2 separate regions of the Zea mays genome follow, and region 2 is linked to region 1. The links are chromatin contacts, called in public Hi-C maps. All regions are on one chromosome and are shown on one strand. The core of a region is the stretch at or near the end of the contact, and the rest is flanking DNA. Distances in the headings are between cores, read along the strand shown. Region 1 holds the start of LOC100278997 (PTI1-like tyrosine-protein kinase 3). Region 2 holds the start of LOC100037783 (Pti1-like kinase-like).

The links. A called contact is a pair of places that touch in the nucleus more often than the background predicts.
Region 2: a Hi-C map of ear shows a contact between it and region 1, with 2.2 times the contacts expected there. The contact joins the promoter of LOC100037783 here to the promoter of LOC100278997 in region 1. A contact is called at or near these places in 2 of 25 Hi-C or Micro-C datasets (ear and leaf).

What each region holds. Positions count from the first base shown.
Region 1 is chr10:87,634,868-87,641,144 of Zm-B73-REFERENCE-NAM-5.0, forward strand. It overlaps LOC100278997 (PTI1-like tyrosine-protein kinase 3), which reads right to left and starts at 2,932. Exons shown (of 8, transcript XM_008664702.4): 1 at 2,735-2,932; 2 at 1-1,837. The coding sequence starts at 1,792.
Region 2 is chr10:88,214,220-88,220,496 of Zm-B73-REFERENCE-NAM-5.0, forward strand. It overlaps LOC100037783 (Pti1-like kinase-like), which reads left to right and starts at 3,192. Exons shown (of 8, transcript NM_001321011.1): 1 at 3,192-3,418; 2 at 5,067-5,175; 3 at 5,288-5,535; 4 at 5,615-5,741; 5 at 5,848-6,121; 6 at 6,211-6,277. The coding sequence starts at 5,094. It overlaps LOC100279822 (methionine adenosyltransferase), which reads left to right. Exons shown (of 2, transcript NM_001152777.2): 2 at 1-134.

The DNA of each region.
Region 1 (6,277 bases), core at 1,682-4,181:
CCTTGCCGAACATCCCAATTGCATCACGGTCTCTCCTATAAGAATCAAGGAAGTCTGTGGTAAGCACACGAGCCCTAAGATTGTACATGTATCTCACAGTCTTCCAAGTGATGAGCTCTAAAAGAACAACTCCAAAGCTATATACATCAGATTTTTTGTTAAGAAGTTGACCAGAAACATCCCTTGGGTCTGAATAATACTTTTCTGGTCCATTGTAATGAATTGAAAACACTGTATGTTTTTGTGCACCTGAAAGTCCAAGAAATGTTGACAAGTTCACATTGAAGATTTTTGGTACAAAGTTCTCGTCCAAAAATATGTTGGCAGATCTGAAGTTTCCTAAGAGGCTGGTGCCACATGATTCAGGACTTTCAGCTGCTAATGAATGGATATGAACCAGACCCTCTGCACACTGGACTGCTATTGACAGGCGTTGTTGAAGATGAAGTTTTTTCATGGAACAGATAGTGTCATAAAGGTTTCTGTTAGATAGTGATATAGAGCCAAGCATTGTCTTGGATAGATCACAGCAAGACTCATATACACACTCTAAACTGGACTTCCCTATGTGGAAGCCAACAATATTCACAACATTTTTGTGGTTCTTTTGACTCAATATGCTCATAGTGTTCAGAAATATCTCTCTGCCAGTTTCTGAACTTGTCTCAAGTAGTCTTACTATAATTGGACGATTCATGCCGATGACTCCATTGTAGAGACATTCACACATCGATTTCCTAAAGGCCATGCTGTAGTTTTTTGTCATTTCCTTCATTTCAGTTTCATTGAAAATTTTTAGATCTCCAAATTGGTATGCTGCTAACAGTACATCCTCATCCTGGTCTCTCTGCATAGCTTTCCTGATCATCCTTAGACTATTAGCAACTTCAACCATTTCAGGACGCGTTTTGACGTCCCTCTGCAAGCATTTAGCTGCTAACTGTCCAATGCGTCGAAGAAACTTCTTGTTTTCTGCAACACTGATTTCCTCATCAAACATGTGCTGCACATCCTCCCCTTTTGTAAGAGCCTCATTAAAACTTTGAGCAAGGGTAACGGTGCCATCCACTGCTTTATTCCTTGTGATAATTTCCAGCAAAACCACTCCAAAGCTGTAAACATCGCTCTTTGGGGTTAGAATTCCACTCTCACAGTATGCTGGATCAAGGTAGCCTATGGAACCAATGACAGTGGTAGCTTGCTGGGGGCCATTAGCAGAAAGCAGTCTTGCAATTCCAAAATCTGATATCTTTGGCTGAAAATTTTCATCTAGCAGTATGTTAGCAGGTTTGATGTCACCATGAAGAACAGGACTATACATCGAATGCATGCACCATAATACTTCAGCAACCTCAATGGCAATTTCTATCCTTTTCTTCAGAGGGAAGGGAACCCGACCATTACCTCTGTTGCCATGAAGTATGCTGTCGAGGTTCCCATTGGAGATAAACTCCATGACAATCATTAGAGCATTTTCTTCTGTGCAGCAGCCCAAGAGTCTGACAACATTCTTGTGGTTTATTTGAGAGTGCACTATGACTTCCTTGGCAAACACCTCTTTGTGGGTCCCATGTATATATCTCTTTACTGCAACTGAGGATTGGTCTTCTAGCGTTCCTTTGTAGACCTCACCAAATGCCCCTCTTCCCAGAACAGACTTATACCCATCAGTTATGTTTCGTATCTCATTTTCTGTAAAATATTTCAAGCTATAGTTGTTTTCCGCTCTCTGAAGCACCTTACGCCCATTAGTTTGAAAGAAATCTCTAAGATTGTCCCCTTGGTAATCCATGCGCAACCAAGCACAGTGATAGGAATGCTATGGGTGGTTGCTTGCCTGCATAACAAGGTCCAGTAATTTTACTATTCCTAATTTGGTACTCAAGTAACCTTATACTATTGAAAAGATTCTTTGTTTTGTTCCTGAAAGATCCTGAAAACTATACTATTGAAAAGAAAGAAAACTATCCTTATAGGGGATCATAATACCTAGCTGAACAAAAGAACCTCGAAGAATCCTAACCTGCCACAGTGCAAAGTTGGAGCATAACATATATAACACGTTATCTGAATGGCAACTCTGCATTATGCTGCACCAGACCTAACATTATATGAACACAGGCTCTAGTATTACAGACTTTGAAAATTCGATATCTTAAGGTTTGAAACAGAAAGCACTAGTTTTATTTACATAAGGTTAGACAGAGACTAATTCACCCAAGGCATTGAGCTGCTGATGGATTTCAGGCGTGTTTTGGCAATCTTTTCATGCACCGGAGGAAGTTTTTGGAGTTTCAGTGTCAACAATTTCATAGGGCGGTTTCAAAGCCCTCAAGTGGAACTTGGGGAAAGTTTCAGAGAAACTAAAACAAAACTTCAATTGATAACCCAAAGGTAAAAGGATAGGGAAATTTTAGAGAAATAAAGTAACATCCATACTTGAGATGGAAACAGCCCGCGGCCGCCACACGCAGCCTGCGCTGAAGAATCATACTATCTCCTCACAATTAATGTATGCATACATGGATTCAAGGCCAAAGGACGCTCAATCTGGGACGAACAAAATCTATGAAATGAAGTCGTCACTATTAATGTATGCATACATGGATTCAAGGCCAAAGCACGCTCAATCTGGAACGGACAATAGAGACCGGCATTCGTTGAAACAGAAACAGAAACAAAAAAAAAAAGAAGGGAGAGACGGACGGAGCCTTAGTACTAGTAGGGTGCCTACCTGAACCGTAAAGGCTGTATGAGTGGACTAGAGCTTCCTCACTCTTCCGCGTACGCGCACAGAGAGCCCGGGACGACGACGGCAGCCTCGCCCCTCGATCTGCATCGGCAAGTCAATGGAGGAAGAGGGCAAGAAGCTGCCGCCACTGGCCTATTTCCACAATTTGGTTGATTTTATTAAAAAACAGGCCGCTCTGCTGGCTAAGGGGGTGTTTGGTTTGCCCCTGCTAAAATTTAGCCTCTATCATATCGAATGTTTGAACCTCCGTTCGGGGTATTAAATGTAGTCGGATTATAAAACTAATTTGTCAGCCGAAGATTAAAAGACGAGACGAATCTAGTCCAGTTGGTTGGGTCTATATTTCATACTCCTATTTAAAAGTCAAACGCTTGACGTGACCCGGGCTAAACTTTAGCAGGAGCAACCAAACACCCCCTAACATGGAACGAGATCCTCTAACGTGGGCCGCGTGGCCCCCGCGTGCGACAGGGCCCGCGCGCAGTGACCCTACTACCCCCTGCAGTACGTCAGAGGAACCGGTTCTGGCTAACATAGGAGCTACATTGATTTATTTGTTTCTATCTATTGTGCCCGTTAGGTTGGGAGCCAACTAAAATAGAGTAACTCAATTCTAATTTATAAGAAATTGTAGTAGAATAAAGTAACTCTATTTTTTGTTTGATAGAGAGCCATAAGAGTGGAGCCGCTCTGTTATATATTTGATTAGAGAGTGCATCAAAATGGCAATGTAGAATGGCGTGCATTAGAATACATAAGTACGACAGTGTGCATCGGAATATATGGTGTGCATCATAATACCCTGCAACACCTCATACATAACTATAATACAGGAATAAAAACAATGTGCAACATCTCATAATACATGAGTTCATATCACAATGATACATAACCAGAGTTCATCCAACAACCATAGTTCATTACCAGCGCAAGTACACAAGCAAAAGCACAATACATAAACATAGTTCATCCAACAACTATGATACATAACCAACATAAAAGCATCAACACCATGACACTCTAATCATGACCCACAATCTAGAAGTTCTCACTAACGAAACTCGAAAACCATGATAGCTTCCAATCGAATGGTAGATTCATGAAAGCATGAGCATCATTAGAATGCCTAAACAAGTGCTAATAGTATCGAGACTTGTGATGAAGCTAAAAACCTTGGAGATTGTCCACTGCTTCAAACAAACCATCTGGTAAAGCATTGCTTGCTTTCTCAATTGCCATTGCTAGCCTTTCACTGTCACGAAAAGGAACAATATAGACATATACCTTACTAGCAAAAAAGAGTGATCCTAAAGTAATCAGAAACATGGTTTACCAAAAAAACAAAGTATGCAGTTTTTAGAAAATTGCATACTAGGACATTGAATTGTATGCATAGACCACTTCGGTAATCCATCTAGCACTCAGACAACAACCAAAACAATGCATGAGTTTTTTTGCAAGAAATCAAACAAAATTTCTGAACAATACAGCTCTTGCAAAAGCAATATAGGTGTTCTAATATACACAGAAGCAGATTACAGATATGAAGATTTTAGTCATTTTCAGGAGTCCTAATATACTGCTATATCAAATACAAAAGAATAGTAAAATTCATACCGGCCGCCATATGTTCTTTGTAGTGCTCATGATCTAGAAGAGATGAACACGTGACGTGCGAGGGTTTAGGTTTTGAGTGAAATGTCTATTTGGGGGTTTAAATCCTCCAAAAAAAGGAGAGATGAACCTGCAAGGGAGCTCAAAAGATACATATGGACACTCACAAGTGCTTGGATCAACTGATTTCACAAGATTTTGATTTGTGCACAAGAGGTGGGAGGATGAGCTCACTGCACAGAGAAACAGAGAGGGGGAAGAAAAGGAGGCAGTGCTGCTCACCAGAGAGGGAGATGAGGAGGCCAAGCAGGAGCAGAAGACTTCGACGGAGCTCTCTGGGGATCACCGACGGCGAGAAGCCAAATCGCCAGAGAGAACCAGAGAGATGATAGTTGGAGGAGGAAATGCTTATAGCTCGGGCTCGGGCAGGAGAAATTTTTTTAAAAACGCTTCATGGGCACACCGGACAGCCTACAGTGCGTGTCCGGTGCACACCGGACAGCGCACAGTAGCTGTCCGGTGAACCACCGGATAGCGCAGCGTAGAAGAGGATCTACTCGCGCCCAGCCGGTGCATCGGACAGTGCACAGTGCAATGTCCGGTGCACACCGGACTGTCCGTGAGCCTAGACAGAGGGGGGTTTTGAAATTTTCTATGAAGTTTTGAACCAAATCAAATCCCAACTTATAAGCACACAAAAGAACACATGTTGGGACAGATATTGGCACCCTCACATATTCTCTCATATTTTTCAAAATATTTTGCCATAGGCTAGATAGTTTTTAGAGAAAATAGTCAAATGGTGAGATTTGCATTACGACTTTGCACTAGGGGTTTCATGAATGACTTGAGTTTTGAATACTCCCCCTAAGTGTAGTGCCACATGCATATCTCAAAAACCAACAATTGCATAGTAAATGAAATTTTAAGTACTAAAAAGCTTAAATGTTAAGACTTGTCAAGTTTGAGTCCGAGTTAAGCTTTTTCACTCGCTTTGTTGGCGGTTATCTTAACTAGGTTAGACAAGCCCTAAATGCAATACAAGAAATTTAAATATGCAATGCAGGCTTGGCAACACCATTTTGAGATTTAAATGAAATTTCTGAGATCAAGAATGTTTAACTCATTCCTTAACATACAAAAGCGGTTTTTATCTAGTGGCTTTGTGAAAATGTCTGCTAATTGATCTTCCGATCTCACTCCTTCTAAAATAATGTCTCCTTTAGCAACATGATCTCTAAGGAAGTGATGACGGATATCAATGTGCTTGGTACGAGAGTGTTGTACATGATTATTAGCAATTTTAACAGCACTCTCATTGTCACACAACAAAGGTACCTTTTCTAGAACTACACCATAGTCTAGAAGAGTTTGTTTCATATAAAGAATTTGTGTGCAACAAGCACCCGCGAAAATGTATTCCGCTTCGGCAGTTGACAAGGCAACACTATTTTGCTTCTTAGAAGTTCATGAAACTAGTGATCTCCCAAGCAAGTGGCATCCTCCGAATGTACTTTTTCTATCAATTTTGCAGTCGGCATAATCTGAATCGGAATAGCCAATTAAATCAAAAGTCGCTCCTTTGGGATACCACAGGCCAATGCTTGGGGTGTGCTTGAGATACCTAAGAATTCTTTTAACAGCGCGAAGATGATCTTTCTTAGGATTTGCTTGAAATTGATCACACATACAGACACTAAACATGATATCGAGCCTAGATGCGGTAAGATACAATAAACTACCAATCATGGAACGGTAAAGAGTTTGATCAACCGGGTTACCTCCCTCATCTAGGTCGAGATGTCCATTGGTAGGCATGGGTGTCTTGATTGGTTTGTACTTCTCCATGTTGAATCTTTTCAACAAGTCTTTGGTATACTTCTCTTGAAAGAGAAAGTTCCCACCTTTCAT
Region 2 (6,277 bases), core at 1,942-4,441, 580 kb after region 1:
AGTGGTACGTGTGCGGGGTCGTATTGTGTCTGCTTATTCACCTACTAGAGGATTATTTCTGGTTTTGCTGCTTATGTAATGCTTTTAAAACCATGAAAGAAGCTACAGGCTCCTACAGCTGCTTTGAGAAGTAACGGAACCTCGTGCATTTTGGGTTATATATAGACTAGATATGTGTCGTGCGTTGCCACGAGAGTTAAAATTTCTAAGACATTAATAACCGCACGCAGATAGTTAATTTTCTAACTTGGCTTATGTTGCACAAGCTGAAGCACATATTCAGCCGGCGCGGTAGAGCGCGTACGCCTGGCATGGGTATGTGCGGTTGGCGGTGCAGTTGAACCCCTCGACGGACGCCGGCGCGGCCGTGGCCAAGGTCGTGTTCTGCGACCGCGCCGGGGCGGGGAACGCGCACATGCAGAGGAGCAGCAGCGCGTTCAGCCTCAGTGCATGCAACAAGACAACGATGATCGCAGAGCCTCAGAGGAAACACGATGGGTGGCGCCTCGCTAGGTTCCTCCCGCCCAGCCCCGTCAGTGCTTGCATAGTGTTCCTTATTGCATAGTGGTTGATGACCTAAATTAAAAAGTATATATGGTTAATTGTTTTTGTGCGAGTACATATTAGATTTTGTTGGATTTGTGGTTTTGTCTAGCTGATTTTATTCTCGAACTGGAAATTCTAGATTGTACGATGCTACCAGCGGATGCGCTCAGTGGGTAAGAGTAAGATTGCAAACCGGGTCTCGAGTCCATAGGGCTAGCCGGCTAGCCCTGTCTGAGTAGGGGAACCAATCGAGCCGACAACAACTGAGCAGCACTGCAGGCTTGCAGCAGAGGGACAAGCGGACAGCAGCCAGCCACCAGGCGAGCCCCCTCAATTTCCACGACGCTTCATGAGTGGAGCTTGTATACAGCAGGTTCTGCGGCTTGCATGCATGCATGCAACAGCTTGTGCGGCGGCTTGCATGCTTGCATGTAGCAGCCATGCAGAGCTTGTGCGCGCCTGTGTGGCTTGCATGCAGCAGCCATGCAGGTGCATGCGACCGCGATAAGGGAAGGCGGAGGCGGTCTACGTTAGCTTCTTAATAGTAGAGATATGTTGCAGTGCTGTGCTGTCTACGAACGCTCACTGGTCAGTATGTGGCTGATGAAATGGTCTGCAATAGCTAATGACTGGGTGAAAATCCCGAGTGCTTGTGTTTGTGGAAGCTGCAACCTGGCTGGTAACTGAACGCTGCTGCTTTGGGTGTGTCTGGTGACATGCAGCAACCCGGACTGCAGTGCATCCTATTCGCAGGTCAGATGTGCATGCCAGCGACAACCCAACTGAAACTCTGGATCTGATCTCTTCTCTTATTTCTTCTGGTAGACTATCGCCCATCAGCACCCTCTTGTGACGATCATGTCGAGTCAGATTTTTTTTTGTTGGTTTTGGCCTAAATCTGCGCTGAAATCTCTGTGAATCTGCGGCGGTCGGGGTGGGGATGACAGCGCGAGAGGATTTCCAGTTACATCACGCTGGAGATGAGATGACCCAAACCAAATGGGTGAAGAATGAAGATGGCAAAATCGCCGAAGGTGAGATTGACCGTTGCCCCCAGCCAGCCATTTGGCTTAGGTAGCTACTTTGCCTTAAAAGACAGGGCAGGGCCGCAGGGCAGGATACGGCACACCAATTAATGGTCTTGAGAGCACAGATGCCAAGCATGAATATGAATTTGGTATGGTTAGCATGATGTGGAGATAATTGAATTTTTGCCACTCACAATGTTGTCTTCTTGTTATAATTACCACTGTGTCTATAAATTGTGGGTCCAGCTGGGTCTATGGAATGTGGGTCTGATGGCAATTTTACAAACATGTTTCTTGCTGATGGCAAATATCAGAATCTCTCCATGATGTGATGGGACAAAAAAAAAGAAAAGAAAAGAAAAAACATTCTCCGGAGTAGGAAAACCGTGATCTTGATGTGGAGGCCCTAATTAAACCACATGCAGATGGATCGATCATTGGACATTGGGTCGGCAGCCGCAAGCCAACTCATACGCCTGTCTTAACTGCCATGCGTCCTCATTATTCGCGATGCTTGCGTTGCGTTCTTGGTTGTTCGTACCTTCCTTCCAGCAACCGCTGATAATTCAGGCCTCTCTTGCTAGCTCTATCCATGTTTCTTCAGGAAAAGAATTTTTTTTTTTGTGTGACTGGAGGCCAGCGACCGGGAACACTACACGCGCTCAAGATTTTTTGTGTGCCAGCCAATCGAAACTGGAGAGGGAGAACGGACCTGCTGGAACCGTTTCCTGTTCATGTTCCTGTTCCTTGTCTCTGTCAGACCAATTAACGTAGCATGCAACGCCCCTCCGTCCTCTGACTACAAGCTCTTTCTCTTTCTCTGAGGCAGCAAAACGATAATCTTTTTGTAGATCCTCTTTTTTATCTCCTTTTTTTTTATCGCAGTTTGAGAGAGGTTTCTACGAACAATGAATGCCACCTTCAGTATCAAACCCTTGATCACATCGTGGAGGCATCAAAAGGTCAACTGGAAACGGTCTTCACCTTCCGGTAACACGGAGTCAACGACGCTACTCGCATTGTGTTGTGTGGCTCTCCCCATCCCCCAGAACCCCAGCCGGTGTGTTGAACCAGCAGACCGATTCAGCGGCGGTTTACTAGCACGGTTGACCCAGTGCACAGTTTGTATATGTATGATCACATATCTCCACCCCCCCCCCCCCCCCCCCCCCCTCCTATTAGGTGCTAAATTTCGGGAGTTTTTTTTGGGTAGAGCTAATGTCTAGTCGACTAAAAAAAATCTATTGGTTGATTTGCTAAAAATGACTAATAGCCGAATTATCAGCTAGCATGTTTAGATATCTTCGTTAATTTTATCAGCTAACTATTAACTCTAATAGCACTCACTTACACGCCCGCGAGCTGAAATCTGGTTGTCCAGGTTTTCGAATTTGATTTGACCGGTTGAAAGTGGGGCGCGGTTAGCTGAAAGTTCTCCGTGCGTGAGATGAAAGCGTCCGAATTTTTTTTAAGAAGGAAGGAAGAACGAAGAAGAGAAGAAAAAATAGGAACAGGCACACATGGGCGGTTTCGCCGGTTTGCCTTTTGCTCTTTCTCACACACGCGTTCTGAGTTTCTGAAGAGACGACCAGCGCCACACGGAGAAGACGGAGGGCCGGCAGACAGTAGACTCGCTGAGCAGCAGCAGTATATAAGCTCACGGCTCACCCACCGCTGGGGGCCGCACAGCCAGCTGCTCAGCTCCGTCCGGCGGAACTCGGAAGCCCTACGCTACGCCTACCCTCGCTGTACTACTAGCTGCCTTCCTACCCGCTTCCCCTCTCCTCCCGACGCCGTCTCCCTCCCTCCCTCCGCCTCCGCCGTCGCCGCCGGGACACGCGAAGGTGCGTCTTGACGGCCGGATTCGGCTCCCCCTCGCGCGCCCTGCTCCCCAAAGGCGCCGCCTTTGCTCTGATCCGTCGCTCTGCGCGCTCGTGGCTGCTTGTGATCTCTCCTCTGCGGGGCGGTTTCCCGGCCGGTTACTATCGCGGGGGGGCGGAACTGGGTCGCTGGGCCGTGGTTCTTGGTGTCCCGGAGCGCCGAATCTGGCGCCCCTGGAGGAGGAGCGTGGGAGGGTCTCCCGCGCCACGCCCGCGGCCGGTCGATCCGGAATTCGTTCAGTTCGTCTGCTTAGGCTGTCTTCTTTTTCAACTCCTTGCGAAATTCGTAGCATCTGGAGCTTGGGGAAAGTTCCGTCGTGTGATCTAATCCCGTGCTTTTTTTCCTTCGGTTTGTTCGAGGGAAACGTTCTTCTGCTTCGGTATTTTGGTCGTCTGTTGCAAGCAAGCAATTTCTGGTTTTCAGGTGTCCGGGAAGCAGCGTTACTGTCCCCATCGCCGTCGGGGATTAGGGGAAAATTGCGCCTTTTCCTTTCTTTTTGCAAGCTGTGTCCCACTCCATACTGGCTTCGATTGGATTGGATTGGATAGATAGCTCGTCCGTGGCGTGGCACAGTGTAGCATTGATAGCCCAGCGGAGTGATGCTTCGCTGCTGAAGCAATCGCAGGTTTGGCGGAGCTAAGGAAAGAGCTGTAGCGAGCACGATGTTAGCCTTTTGAATTGGCCTGGCCCTGTTCCATGAGCTGGCGTGTGTGAGAATGGCGTGAGTGTGAGCTGTGGGCACGAGGGGAAAGGTGAGACCCCCCTTGGTGCTGGACTGCTGGTGCTGTGGGGGGAGCGGCAGTGCATGAGATGCATGTGATGCGGCATTAAATTTTAGTGTAGCCACGATTGAGATGAATCTATAGGTGAAGCGAATGAAGTGACTAATGTGGTTTCATCAGACTCAGGAATTTGTTAGTATTCGTCCATTGCCAAAGCTGACTGGTGGATGTTTAATCTAGTCGTAGCAATAGATTTCCAACCAATGTGTGTAATTATTGTCTCGAGCTAAGGTGGCAAGAAACTTATGGCGTATTAAGAATTGTCCAAGGTTTTCCATGCAGAATGAGCTGTTCTTTGATCAGCTTCGTAGCAACTGGTGACTTGAGTAGTTAGTACCTTCCTGCCACGTATATTTTAATCTACCTGGGGTGGTTGGGAAACAATAAAGGACAAAGGATTGCATAAATCGTTTGCATCATGTGGGTCAAATTTGGTTGCCGTGCACCTGTGTTAGTCTCACATTTGGTATGTGAAGATAATGAATGCGGAACTGCAGACAGGGGAGAAGGGGTAGAGAGAATTTGTACATGGTCTTGTTTGGTGCAATGAGTGCATGACCCTTGTAACCAGGTTCCTGGATCAATGAGGTCGAAGAACGGAAACATGGTACGTGGTAAGATACTTTAAACGAGATTTTAACACTACGTGGACGAAATTGTTCCCATGTTCCCGGAACGAGGAACGTGGCGGTTTCTAAGTGCATGACATTGATATCGGTTACTTAATGGAATTGGTTGCTTGCTTTCTAAGTGATTTCGTTTCCTTTGTTCGTTTTTCTGACCGGTGCTATATTGCTGCCGCCTCTAATAAAAATGTGTTTGATTTCAGCTTCAAGGTCTTGTCTTTGGGTAGAACATGTCGTGCTTTGCGTGCTGTGGTGATGAAGATACCCAAGTACCAGACACCAGGGCTCAATACCCAGGACACCATCCAGCGAGTAAGAGCCCCGGGCCTTTTTTTTTGTAACCCTTTGCAGAGCACCTCATACCATATATTTAGGTTTTGATGCTTGGTCGATACTTTTCTAATAAACTCCAACTGACTTGCAGGGGCCGATGCATACCGCCCTTCTGATCAACCTCCCAAGGGTCCTCAGCCTGTGAAAATGCAACCAATCGCAGTCCCTGCTATTCCTGTGGATGAGATTAGGGAGGTGACCAAGGGTTTTGGTGATGAAGCTTTGATTGGTGAGGGATCCTTTGGCAGAGTATACTTGGGTGTTCTAAGAAATGGTAGGAGTGCCGCGGTCAAAAAGTTGGATTCTAACAAGCAGCCAGACCAAGAGTTCTTGGCCCAGGTCTGTCTTTCCCTGTTTATGAAATGCAGTGCATCTATTTTATCCCGTGGTTTGAAGTCAACATGAAATTCGTCTACAGGTGTCTATGGTGTCAAGGCTGAAGCATGAAAATGTTGTCGAGTTGCTTGGTTACTGTGCTGATGGGACACTCCGCGTCCTTGCTTATGAGTTCGCTACAATGGGTTCCCTTCATGATATGCTTCATGGTATTGTCTTGTGCTATCTTGTTTCTCTTATCTTTTGCACAAGCTGTACTGTCTCATGATCCATCCAAGTAAAGAACGAAACCTTGTGGAATATGTCTCTTTACAGGAAGGAAAGGGGTTAAAGGGGCTCAACCCGGTCCAGTCTTATCGTGGTCGCAACGTGTGAAGATAGCGGTTGGGGCAGCGAAAGGCCTCGAGTATCTTCATGAGAAAGCGCAGCCCCATATCATACACCGAGACATCAAGTCTAGCAACGTCCTTCTTTTCGATGACGATGTAGCTAAGATCGCTGACTTTGATCTGTCGAACCAAGCTCCTGACATGGCAGCTCGGCTTCACTCAACTAGGGTTCTCGGAACATTCGGATACCATGCGCCTGAGTATGTTTTGGTTTCCTTTTCCAATTGCTCTACAGACCTTTTGAGATAATCAAGCTTAAGCTAGTTTACATTTTTTTTTGGTGGGTCAGGTATGCGATGACTGGGCAACTCAGCTCTAAGAGTGATGTATATAGTTTTGGGGTTGTTCTTCTTGAG